Regions from separate parts of the Oryctolagus cuniculus genome. Here region 1 is linked to region 2. The links are chromatin contacts, called in public Micro-C maps. All regions are on one chromosome and are shown on one strand. The core of a region is the stretch at or near the end of the contact, and the rest is flanking DNA. Distances in the headings are between cores, read along the strand shown. Region 1 holds the start of FEN1 (flap structure-specific endonuclease 1). Region 2 holds the start of FADS3 (fatty acid desaturase 3).

Region 1 (5,385 bases), core at 1,120-3,619, 170 kb before region 2:
TGGTTTACTTTCCAAGTGGCTGCAATGCCCAGAGTTGAGCCAGGCCAAAGCCAGGCAGGTCTCCTACATGGGTGGCAGGGGTCCAAGCACTTGGGTCATCTTCCGCTGCCTTTCCCAGGCCATTAGCAAAGAGCTGGATTGGAAGCAGAGCAGCCGGGATAAAAACCAGGGCCCATGTGGGATGCTGGGTTTGCAGGCAAAAGCTGTACCCACAAACGCCACAACCCAGCTGCTCTACTTCTGATCCAGCTCTCTGCTAATGGGTCTGGGAAAGCAGCAAAAGATGACCCAAGTACTTGGGCCCCTGCCACTCACATGGTTGACCAAGATGAAGTTCTGGGCTTCTGGCTTTGGCCTGGCCCAGCCCCGGCCATCATGGCTACTTGGAGAATGAGCCTGCAGATGGAAGCTCTCTCTCTCTCTCTGACCCTCTCTGTCACTCCGCCTTTAAAATAAGCATTAAAAACCAAAACACCAAAGTGGCACTTTTCAATATGGGACAAGAAGGGTAGCTTAGAGGCTGAGACACAGAAGGTAACAGGCTGCAGCTCAAACATCCTTAGCATTTTCCGACACCAATGGCCACTATGAAACGTAGTGAAAGATATACTTCCTGTCTGGGAGAAAAATCACATAGAGAAAAAGTTTTCTTACAAACTTCAGAGCTTTGTGGATGTATGCCTACAGACACCAAGCTGGGGATCCCTGCTACAAGGCACGGACCTGGACTGGTACCTAATCTCAATTTCTAATGGAGAATTCCTCCCACTACACGTTTATGGATTCTCAGGACCCATAAGCAAAAGAAAACAGTTAGAATTCTGGCTCCAACAAGTAATCTGAGTCTTGGTGAAGTGGTTACAATAACATCTATTTGGGGCCCGCACTGTAGCACAGTGAGTGGGCTAAGTGTCTGCCTGCAGCACTGGCATCCCATTTGGACACCTGTTCGTGTCCCGGCTGCTCCTCTTCCGATCCAGCTCTCTGCTATGGCCTGAGAAAGTGGTAGAAGATGGCCCAAGTACTTGGGCCCTTGCACCCACGTGGGAAACCAGGAAGAAGCTCCTGGGTCCTGGCTTTGGTTTGGCCCAGTTCTGAAAGTTGTGGCCATTTGGGGAGTGAACCAGTGGATGGAAGATCTTTCTGTCTCTCCCTCTGTCTGCAACTCTGTGTCTCAAATAAATAAAATCTTTTAAAAAAATAATATCTATCTGACACAGAGTTGCTGTATGATTTAAGAAAGCTGATGCATGTCCACCATCTAGTTTAGTGCCCCACATACAGTAGCTGTTCAATAGGTGTTTGTTTCCTTCCTAAGGTTGCAAGGAAGATGATGAGATAATGCCTGTGAAAGAGGCTACACACGTCAAGTTTTGTACAAATGTTCACTTCCATTGTCACCCACTAAGCCAACGCTTCTAAAATCCAGAACATAACAACTCGGGAGAAGTAAACTGACCCCATTGTTCCAAGAGATACTGGAATTGAATTCAGTAAACAATTATGTCCCCCTCACCCCCCTAAGAACGATGAAGACAATCGCGGCTATTTATCCAGCCTCCAATTACGGGCCCTGTGTTGGGCACCGGGAATACAAAGGCTAATAGACATCACCCAGAGCTAGAGGCGCGTCAGATGGTGGTCACTAGGAGGCGTGGCAGAAAACAAAGGCGGCCAAGAAACGTGGCAAGAGGTCTGTGCAGAGGCTGGGGGCGCTCCCAAGAGAAGGGGACCAAGTGCCCGTGAGAGTCCAGACACTGGCCAGGGCCTTGTGGGATGAGTACAAGGCGGGGGAAGAACTTTCTAGAGATCACAGGGAACACACACACAAGTTCCAGGGTACTCAAAGTGCACCTCACACCCCTCACCCTTTATAAACAGCAGGAGCTGAAGCCCAGCGGGGCTACATCTCAGCCTACGGAGTCCATGGCAAGTCCTTCCTCGCCCCTCAGCTCAAACCGGGGCCCCAGGAGCGCTCCAACATCTGAATCTTGGACTTGAGACCTCCGCGAAAGTACGCGGTGTGAATCAGACCCCGAGCCGTGCTCTCCGCCCTGCTCAGAACTCCCCTCATCCCTCTCACCATTTTGCCGGGCACAGCCTAAGTCGCCACTCCGCCACCGGAAGAACACGTCGGCAGGAGCAGGCGCCTTGTTCGTCCGGAAGAGGAAGTGCTCTCGTGCGAATGGCATTGTGGGACTTGTAGTCTTTTAGTTTCAGGTGTGCTCGGAGCTGGGATCTGTGGGGCCTGATGTAGTACCCTACTCCTGGAGCAGAGTGAGCAACGCAAGAATAGGGAAGGCTTAGCTGAGCGAGTCCTTTCTCCCTAGCGAAACTGTTTGCCTTGGGAGCAAGGTGTTCGAGAGAGCCAGAGCGTGCACTACGCTCCCCAGGAAGCTGTGCGCCGCGGGCCGGTCACGTGACGGGAGCGCGGGCTTTGGAAGGCGGCGGAGTGAGGGTCTGCCCGCGACAAGAGCTGAGGGGAGCGGAGCTTAGGACTGTGCTGGGCAACACCTGGCGAAGCGCTACCTGCCCAGGCCTCGCGCCGCAAAGGCCAGGTGAGACTCCATGGGACGCTCCTGAGAGCGACGGGGGCCGCTTTGCGCCGGGTGCCCTGTCGCTCGCGGGTTCTCAGGCCGTCCCGCCACTTTCCCGTTGTGGGATTTGGGATCTTTTGCATAACCTCCGAGCCCCTCCTTTGCTTGTAGAAGGAGGCCCATAACTACCACGTTATGAGGTCGTGGGGTATTATTTTTTATTATTATTGTTATTTTTTAAACTAAGGCTTTGGACGCAAAGCCTGTTCGCAGCCTCGCTTGCTGAGGCCCCTTGGCTGCTGTATTGAATGCCGCCGAGAGCGCCCGCGGCTCGCAGAGCGACGTGCTCTGCTCTGGGCACACGGGCTAACAGTGCTGCCCGCTTGGGGACCCGAACCCGAGGACCGGGTGGGTTCCGTCTCGGGCACCTGGGTCATGGCGGAAGATCGCCGGTTAACGCAGCGGGAATCCGCAAGACAGGCTCGGTTGTCACAGAGTGGAGAAGCCCAGAGCGAAGTGCGCTGTGACGCCGATGGTGCACGCGGGCGCCCGGACTCAAGGCCAGGGCTTGGCCACGGGCATTCACAGGGGAGCTAGAAGGAGATGGACCGTGAAGGAAGGGTGAGAGGTTGGCGGGAAGAGGGCACCGAAAAGGCAGCCCCGAGCACAGCCTTTCGATTGGGTTCCCAGACTGAGGAGGTTGGTTGTAGAGTATTTATTTATTTATTTGAAGAGCACAGTTACAGAGAGGCAGAGAGAGAGATTCCATCCGCTGGTTCACTCCCCGATGGCCGCAATGGCCAGAGCTGCGCCGATCTGAAGTCAGGAGCCAGCAGCTTCTTCTGGGTGCCCCACGCGGGTGCGGGGGCCCAAGCACTTGGGTCATCTTCTACTGCTTTCCCGGGCAATAGCAGAGAGCTGGATCGGAAGTGGAGCAGCCGGGAGTAGAACCAGCGCCCATATGGGATGCCGCACTACAGGCGGCGGCTTTACCGGCTGCACTACAGTGCCAGGCCCTGTAGAGGATTTCTTAATGAGGAACACCTGCTACCAGTGCGTACAGGATGACTTTAAATTGCACATAATTGTGTGCATTTAAAGATCTGTTAGGTGAATGCAAGTTCAGATTTTAACTGGAGGTGGCAAAAATGGTGATGGCAGTTTGGGAAAGATTTGCTAAGGGACCTGGGTCACGGATGATGAAGCACTGGCTCCTATTTGCAACTGCCCGCCAGTGTAGACCCTGTGATGAGCAGGTTCAAGTTGGTTGGGTTCTTGACTTCCTCTTCCGCTGACCCAGCCCCTGGCTGTTGCAGGCATTTGGGTAGTGAGCCGGCAGGTGGGCGCTCTATGTCTCTCTGCCTCTCAGATAACTAAGTAAAAACTACATGTATAATACATATATGTGTAGATTTCCCACAATTTTTTAAAAGATTTTATTTATTTGAGACAGTTACAGTGAGTTGTAGAGAGAGAGGGAAAGGTCTTATATCCGCAGGTTCACTCCCCAGATGGCCACAACGGTTGGAGCTGGGCTGATCCAAAGCCAGGAGCCAGGAGCTTCTTCCAGGTCTCCTATGTGGGTGCAGAGGCCCAAGTTTTGGGCCATCTTCTGCTGCTTTCCCAGGTCTTAGCAGAGAGCTGGATTGGAGCAGCCAGGAGTCGAACTGGTGCCCAAATGGGATGCCAGCACTGCAGGTGGTGGCTTCACCTGCTGCACCACAGTGCTGGCCCCTCCACAAAATTTTTGAAGCCCTGTTTCTTAGCTGCTATTTGCCTGTCCTTTAGGGCTCAGTTCTTCCAGCTTGCTCCCTAAACTCCTCAAGCTGCGTCCGCCATCTTCTCGTCTTCTCCAGTTCTTGATACATGGGTTTCGGTCTTGAATGAGAGGTGATAGTGCTGTCCTTGCCACAGGGTCCTCTCATGAACGTGGCAGTGTCTTTATTTCTCCTCTTTTGATAGACTGTAATTTTCTTGAGAACGACGGCCATTGTTTTGGTCATCTTCTCAGCCTTTGCAGTGCTGCATTGGAGTAGCTGGGACATGCAGTTGGTGTGAGGCACCAGTTATAACCCTCTTCTTCTTTGCAACCTTGAAGTTTCTCTGCCTCTTACTTGCCTTTTTTTTTTTTTAGCCATCCCTCCTCCAAATTGCCATGGGAATTCAAGGCCTGGCCAAACTGATTGCCGATGTGGCCCCCAGTGCCATCCGGGAGAATGACATCAAGAGCTACTTTGGCCGCAAGGTGGCCATTGACGCCTCCATGAGCATTTATCAGTTCCTGATCGCGGTCCGCCAGGGTGGGGAAGTGCTGCAGAACGAGGAGGGTGAGACCACCAGCCACCTGATGGGCATGTTCTACCGCACCATCCGCATGATGGAGAATGGCATTAAGCCTGTGTATGTCTTTGACGGCAAGCCCCCACAGCTCAAGTCAGGGGAGCTGGCCAAACGCAGTGAGCGGCGGGCAGAGGCGGAGAAGCAGCTGCAGCAGGCTCAGGCTGCCGGAGCTGAGGAGGAGGTGGAAAAGTTCACCAAGCGGCTGGTGAAGGTCACCAAACAGCACAATGACGAGTGCAAACATCTGCTGAGCCTCATGGGCATCCCATACCTCGACGCGCCCAGTGAGGCAGAGGCCAGCTGTGCAGCCCTGGTGAAGGCTGGCAAAGTCTATGCTGCGGCCACAGAGGACATGGACTGCCTCACCTTCGGCAGCCCTGTGCTGATGCGGCACCTGACTGCCAGTGAGGCCAAGAAGCTGCCCATCCAGGAGTTCCACCTGAGCCGGATTCTGCAGGAGCTGGGCCTGAACCAGGAGCAGTTTGTGGATCTGTGCATCCTGCTGGGC
Region 2 (5,893 bases), core at 835-3,334:
GGGTCGCCCGAGAGAGCGGGGTAGCTGTGCCAGAGGCTGTCTCACGGTGCGATCATCGACGTTTACCGAACACAACAACCCACTGCGTGAGAGCCCTGGGGCCCTGGAGCTGAGAAGGCACAGTCCTGGTCCCACTGGCCGGAGGGAGGGAACTGAGGCTCAGAGGAGCGACACACCCAGTTCAAGGTCACTCCAAGCCTCCAATGGCAGAGCCAGCACCAACCCCAGGGAACAGATTTTTTTTTAAACAGACCTTATGAGCCGCGCAAATCAATGAGAAAACTATGAGATGGAGGTCTGGCACTAAGTGTGTCAGGAGTCCCACACTGGCGGCCCCGGGCCCAAGCCTGGCCCTGAGCAGGAAAAGGCAACCAACAAACGCTCTCTGGAGTCCTCGCCCTCATCTGCTCCCACTCTGCCCTCCTGGCTAACAACAGCCAAAGCCAGCATCTCCAAGACCCCGGCCGGGCAGCCAGGGCTCAGAGGGAGGGGCTGCAGCACCCACAGCCGCCGTGTGTCCGAAACGCACACACAGGCAGCCACACTCGCACCTGCTGGCAAATGCAGGCTTGCCCATGCCCACCCCCCTGCTGGCCCGCCGGCTGCTTCAACCCACAGCCAGGCTGTCCCCCAGGGCCACCAACCCGGCCCCTGGGTGCCCAGGGGCCCTGTGCCCCAGCTCTCAGAGTTTCAGGTTTCTCACTCTAATCCCTCAGCTTCCTGGCATGGAAGTGGGGACACAGACTTTTCTCCCCAGAGAGTCCAGGGAACACTGTGGCCCAGCCCACGGGAGAAGGCAACAGCAGCAGGGATGGCCGGGCAGCCCGGGGACGGCACAGACTCCTGCCGCCTGAAGCTCCACCATTAGTGATTCATCCCGTTACCCAGTGCCGCCAGCCTGGCATCCCAGAGGGTCAAGGACGGAGCACGGCGGTCCCAACCCCCGTTCTACAGGTGGGGGGCCGAGGGCAGGGGCTGATAAGTCTCCTCCCGAGGGACTGGTCTGGGCTCCTGCCAGACGCTCCCACGGGGCCAGGCCTCGGGCCCTCCTTGTCTGGATATGGACCAGGGAAAGGAAACGGGGGTCCCCAGGGGCCGGCCTCTTCCTCCGTGACTGCTTCCCCGGGGAGCCCACCCATGGTGGCTGGGGAGCCCTCCCACGTGCAGCTGCCAGCCCAGGAGAGGTGAGTCACTGCCCCTCACAGCAGCTTACAGGCTCCCGGGAAAGCCACAGACCTCGGGGCCCTGCCCAGCTCCCAGCTCCGAGGGCACATCCCTGCCAGCCATGGGGACCCTGCCGGGCCCTAGCGCCCAGCTCCGGCAGCGGGGCCTGGGGGAACCCAGAACCGAGATGGGAGCCTGTTAGTCGTGGCACACCCACCTCTGAGGGCCCCTGCCTCCCTGCCCCCCCACCACGGACCCTCTCCAAGTGGGGAAGTAGCCTCCCCACCCCGCGTCAGGCCCCTGGCCCGCCCAACCCAACGCAATTCTGGTTCCTGGCTGTGGAGGCCAAAGGTCAGCGAGGGGAGGATGCTACGCCCCCCTTCCCCCCACCCCAGCAGGTAGATCGGCACGGTGCCCACGACCCAGGCCCCTGCAGGCGCCCGGCTCCACCCCGGGGAGCCCGGTTTCTCACCGTGGCGTCCTCGGCGCCGTGGTGGCCGATGAGGCGGCTGCCCCCTGGGTGCCGCTGCGCCCAGCGGCTGATGTCGTAGACGCGGCGCTCGATGACCAGCCACTTGTCGCCCGGCAGGTCGTGCGGGCGGATCTGCTCCCAGCGGAGGGTGGGCAGCGGCGCCCCCGGTTGCGCGGGCCCCGCCCGCGGCCCCGGCTCCCCGCCGGGCTCCCCGACGCCTCCCATGGTTGCAAGCAAAAGTCCCGGAGACCCCGGGCCGCTGCCGAGGTGCGAGCGAGACCCCGAGGGAAGCGAGGTGGCGTTCCCGGGGGCTTCCTGCGCCGCCGCCCGCGCCGCCCGGCCCCGCCCTGCCGCTGCGGCCGCCGTACGAGCGTGCGCCTGCCCGGCTCTCCGCGCAGGGAACTTTTCCCTCCCTTATAACCGCGCTGACAGCGCCCGCCTCGCCCTCCCCTCGCTCCGGCCCCCGGCCGGCTGCCCCGCGCCGCTCCAATCCCAGCGCGGCGCCTCGGCCTCCATTGGCCCGCCGGGGAGGGCGGTGTCGAGGCGGACTCGCCCCACCCGGGAGGGCCGCGGCCACCACGCCCGGCCCTGCCCCCAGGACACTGTCCCGCCCCCAGCTCCCGCGGCTCGCGGCTCCCGGCTTGGCCGAGGGGGGGATGGGGACCCAGTGCACACCCGGTGTGCGTCCCGCCGCGCCCTCGGGGGTCAGCGCCCGGGGCTGGGCGTGGGGGGGGCGATGATGGGTGCGGGGCGTAGGGGCCTTCAGCCGTGCGTCCTGGAACGTTGAAGCCCGAGCGCCCACAGATGGGGACGCTACCTCGGGGGTGACTGCAAACGGCCACCCCCAACCCCGGTCTCCGTGGCGAGGCCGCTCCTCCAACGCTGCGGCTCACGCGGAGCCCTCTGCTGGAGGCAGCCTCGCGTCCGCCTGCAGGGCCGGGGATGCCCAGGGGTGGCTCCTATGGGGGAAGGGTGCCGCGCGGGGTGGCCGGCTTCTTTCCTCCCCACCCTGCTTACCTGACCGCGACACTTTTTTTTTTTTTTTAATGTATGCATTCAAGTCCTTAGGAACGTGTTTGGGTTAAAGACGCCGGGTCCCCAGAGTTAACAGTTCGTCAGCAGGAATGAGTAAGACCAGGCTAAGGTTCTGCACCTGGCTAAAATCCAGAATGTGATTCAGATCTGGTTTGGGGGCAGAAAAGTATTTCTAACAAGTTCCTAGGTGAAACTGATGTCTCCGTTTGGGGAACACACTTGGAGAACCCTGAATGTATTTCTCTGATATGCTAACATTTTGTCGTGGTCTTAACAATTTGTTGAAAATCACCAGTTAATGCAATTGTCCTTTAGGTTCCTTGGGGGACTGGTTCCAGAAAATTCTCTTTATTTTTTTTTTATTTTTTATTTTTTGACAGGCAGAGTGGACAGTGAGAGAGAGACAGAGAGAAAGGCCTTCCTTTGCCGTTGGTTCACCCTCCAATGGCCGCCGCGGCCGGCGCGCTGCGGCCGGCGCACCGCGCTGATCCGATGGCAGGAGCCAGGAGCCAGGTGCTTTTCCTGGTCTCCCATGGGGTGCAGGGCCCAAGCACCTGGGCCATCCTCCACTGCACTCCCTGGCCACAGCAGAGAGCTGGCCTGGAAGAGGGGCAACCGGGACAGAATCCGGCGCCCCGACCGGGACTAGAACCCGGTGTGCCGGCGCCGCAAGGTGGAGGATTAGCCTAGTGAGCCGCGGCGCTGGCCAGAAAATTCTCTTTAAAGGCCAAAATCCTCAAGTGCTCAATCTGCACATAACCTGTGCACATCTTTCCACACGCTTTGTCAGGTCTAGAATACCTGCCTCCCCGGGGCAGCTCAAATGCTATAGAAATGGTTGTTGTGCTGTATTATCTGGGACTAAGGATGAGAAAAAAATCCGTATACCCGTTCAGTACAGACCCAAGCGTCACAGGCCTGACCACATGTACATGGTGAGAGGCAGGGCGTACAGTGTTCCAACAGCGAGTGCTGGAATCAAGACCATGAGCCCGTGGAGGCTGCTACTGCAGGTGCCTCTGCATCCTACATTCCGTGGAACCGGCGCAGTGCCCAGTGGGCGGCAAATCCAAGTTTTGCATTTTGGAAATTTCTAGAATTTTTTGGGGGTGGCGCAGTTTCCACCTGGAGTGAGTTGACTACATGGCCGATTGTATTTGTGCCACAGATGAACCAGGCACTGCAGAAGGGCAGAGCAGGCCTCTGGTTCTTCCTCCTGGGTACCAGGTGCACCTCCCCTGGGTAGTCAGGATGGCGGGTAGGCCTGTGATGCCAATGGACCAAGGCTGCCTGAGCCCTCTCCACAGTGGCTCCCACCAAAACTGCAGCCCCACGTGGGACTGCGTGTCGGGGAGGTGGCCGGGACTGGAGGTGACGCAGTGCCCCTGACCCCACAGGGTTGCACTGAGCGTGTGGATGAAGGTGGCAGATTCTTGTAGGAAAGGCCCCCTCCCCAAACCAGAATCCAGCCCACCCACAGGGGACATGGCCCCCACTGCACCTTCAGCAGTCCTCAGTGGTCAGATGTGGCCAGCGCTGGGGCCATCCAGGGACTCCTTCCCTGGGGTCCTGGCCTAGGTCCAGCCAGGGTGTGAGGCGGCTGAGAATGGGGTGTGTTAGGTGCTCCCACCACGCCAGGAGAGATGGAGAAGACGAAGGCCCAGACAGGGTCTCCCAGGAGGTTAAAGGAAGACAGGGCTCAGGCCAAGCTGTCCCCTCCAGCCACTTGAGCCCAGCACAGCAGACAGATGGGTGGGCCCTCCTGCCACCGGGAGTTTGTTCCCATAATGCCTTTACTATGTCTCCTGTGCAGACAAACAGCTCGCCTGTGACCTCCCAGAGGCTTCACCCCAGTGGACCTTTCAACTTTCAGAGAGTCAGGGTGGGGTGGGGGGAGCTGGGGACTCCATTGTCTCTAAACCCCCAAGTCAGGGCAGCCACAGCGTCTCAAGCCTGCTTGGAAGGGGAGAGGCATCACTCGACATTCCTGAACTGCCAGGGTTTGTAGGGGTGTGTGTGTGTTGGCGGGGTGGGGGTGGGGGGCGGGGGACTGGCCAGGCGGAGCAGGCAACCTTGAGATTCAAGGGAAGTCTCCAAATGTAGCCCCCGCCCCAAGCCCTGCTGGTCTTCTCCCTGCCGTGAGCTGCCACCCAGGCCTCTTTGTTGGACGTGTGAAATCCCCACCCGCTACAGAGCCACCAGCTACATCCTGGGGCCAAGAGCTGTGTGCACAGTGCCAGCAAGGCCTGGGCAAGCGGGAGAGGCTGGGCAGCCGCCTGGCGGGGACGCCTGAAAGGAAGCACTCCAGGCTGAAGCCAGGAAGAGCCATCCTGAAGCCGGGACGCTGGCTCCACAGCAGATGCACAAAGTGGACTCAGGTCAGAGCTTTAGGGCTTGGCTTCGAGCCAAAGCTCGCTGCACCGTGAACTTGGTTATTGGGCCCTGAACACAGTCCTCCCAAGGAGGGAGGGCCTGTGGAGCCACGGGGTGGGGGTGGGGGGCATTCAGGGCAGGGACTGCAGCCCTGCTGGCCATCAGAGGGGCTCCTTGAAGGGACCACCATGGTGGCAGGACTGAGCTCTTGGAACACCGCTGAGAAAAATGGAGCTGCACACAGCCGGCCACCACACGTGCAACCGCAGACGGGTGCTCAGTATCACTCGTCAGCAGAGAGAGACAGCTCAAAGCCACGATAGGATAGGACCTACCAGGTACACACACACAGAGAAGACAGGGTGGCAAGGCTGCGGGAACACCCGGGACGCTGTTGGTGCAGCCAACAGCACATGGAGCGTGTCCAAAAGCTAGGAATGGAACTCCCATGTGGTCCAGCAGTGGAAGCAGGGTCCTCAAGAGAGCTGTGCAGCCACATTTATAGCATCATTCACGATAGCCGGGGGAGGGGGGCAAACTACCCAAGTGTCCACCCACAGGGGGAGGGATGAGTGAGAGGTGGGCTACACCCACAACAGTGCGGGGTCAGCCACAAAAACAGGGTGCTCCGATCCCCTTGCACAACGGGTAAACATCGACGACACCCCACTGTGTGAAATAAGCCAGGTGCAAATGGCAAATACGCATGACTTCACTCACAGGAGGTCCTTGGTGTAGTCAACCTGACAGAGACAGAACACAGAATGGTCACTAGGGGCCGAGGGCAGGGAACAGGGAGTTGTTGGCCAGGTACCAAGTTTCCGTTTCTGATATATTCTTCTGGTTTTT

The links. Hi-C and Micro-C count contacts between places; a contact is called where the count stands out from the background.
Region 1: a contact with region 2 is called in a Micro-C map of ear pinna, with 2.9 times the contacts expected there. The contact joins the promoter of FEN1 here to the promoter of FADS3 in region 2. A contact is called at or near these places in 2 of 6 Hi-C or Micro-C datasets (ear pinna and an unstated tissue).

What each region holds. Positions count from the first base shown.
Region 1 is chr1:10,439,607-10,444,991 of mOryCun1.1, reverse strand. FEN1 (flap structure-specific endonuclease 1) reads left to right here and starts at 2,369. Exons shown (of 2, transcript XM_008274406.4): 1 at 2,369-2,558; 2 at 4,672-5,385. The coding sequence starts at 4,693. It overlaps TMEM258 (transmembrane protein 258), which reads right to left and starts at 2,220. Exons shown (of 4, transcript XM_002721019.5): 1 at 2,084-2,220. The coding sequence starts at 2,086.
Region 2 is chr1:10,273,745-10,279,637 of mOryCun1.1, reverse strand. FADS3 (fatty acid desaturase 3) reads right to left here and starts at 2,084. Exons shown (of 12, transcript XM_070069679.1): 1 at 1,637-2,084. The coding sequence starts at 1,861.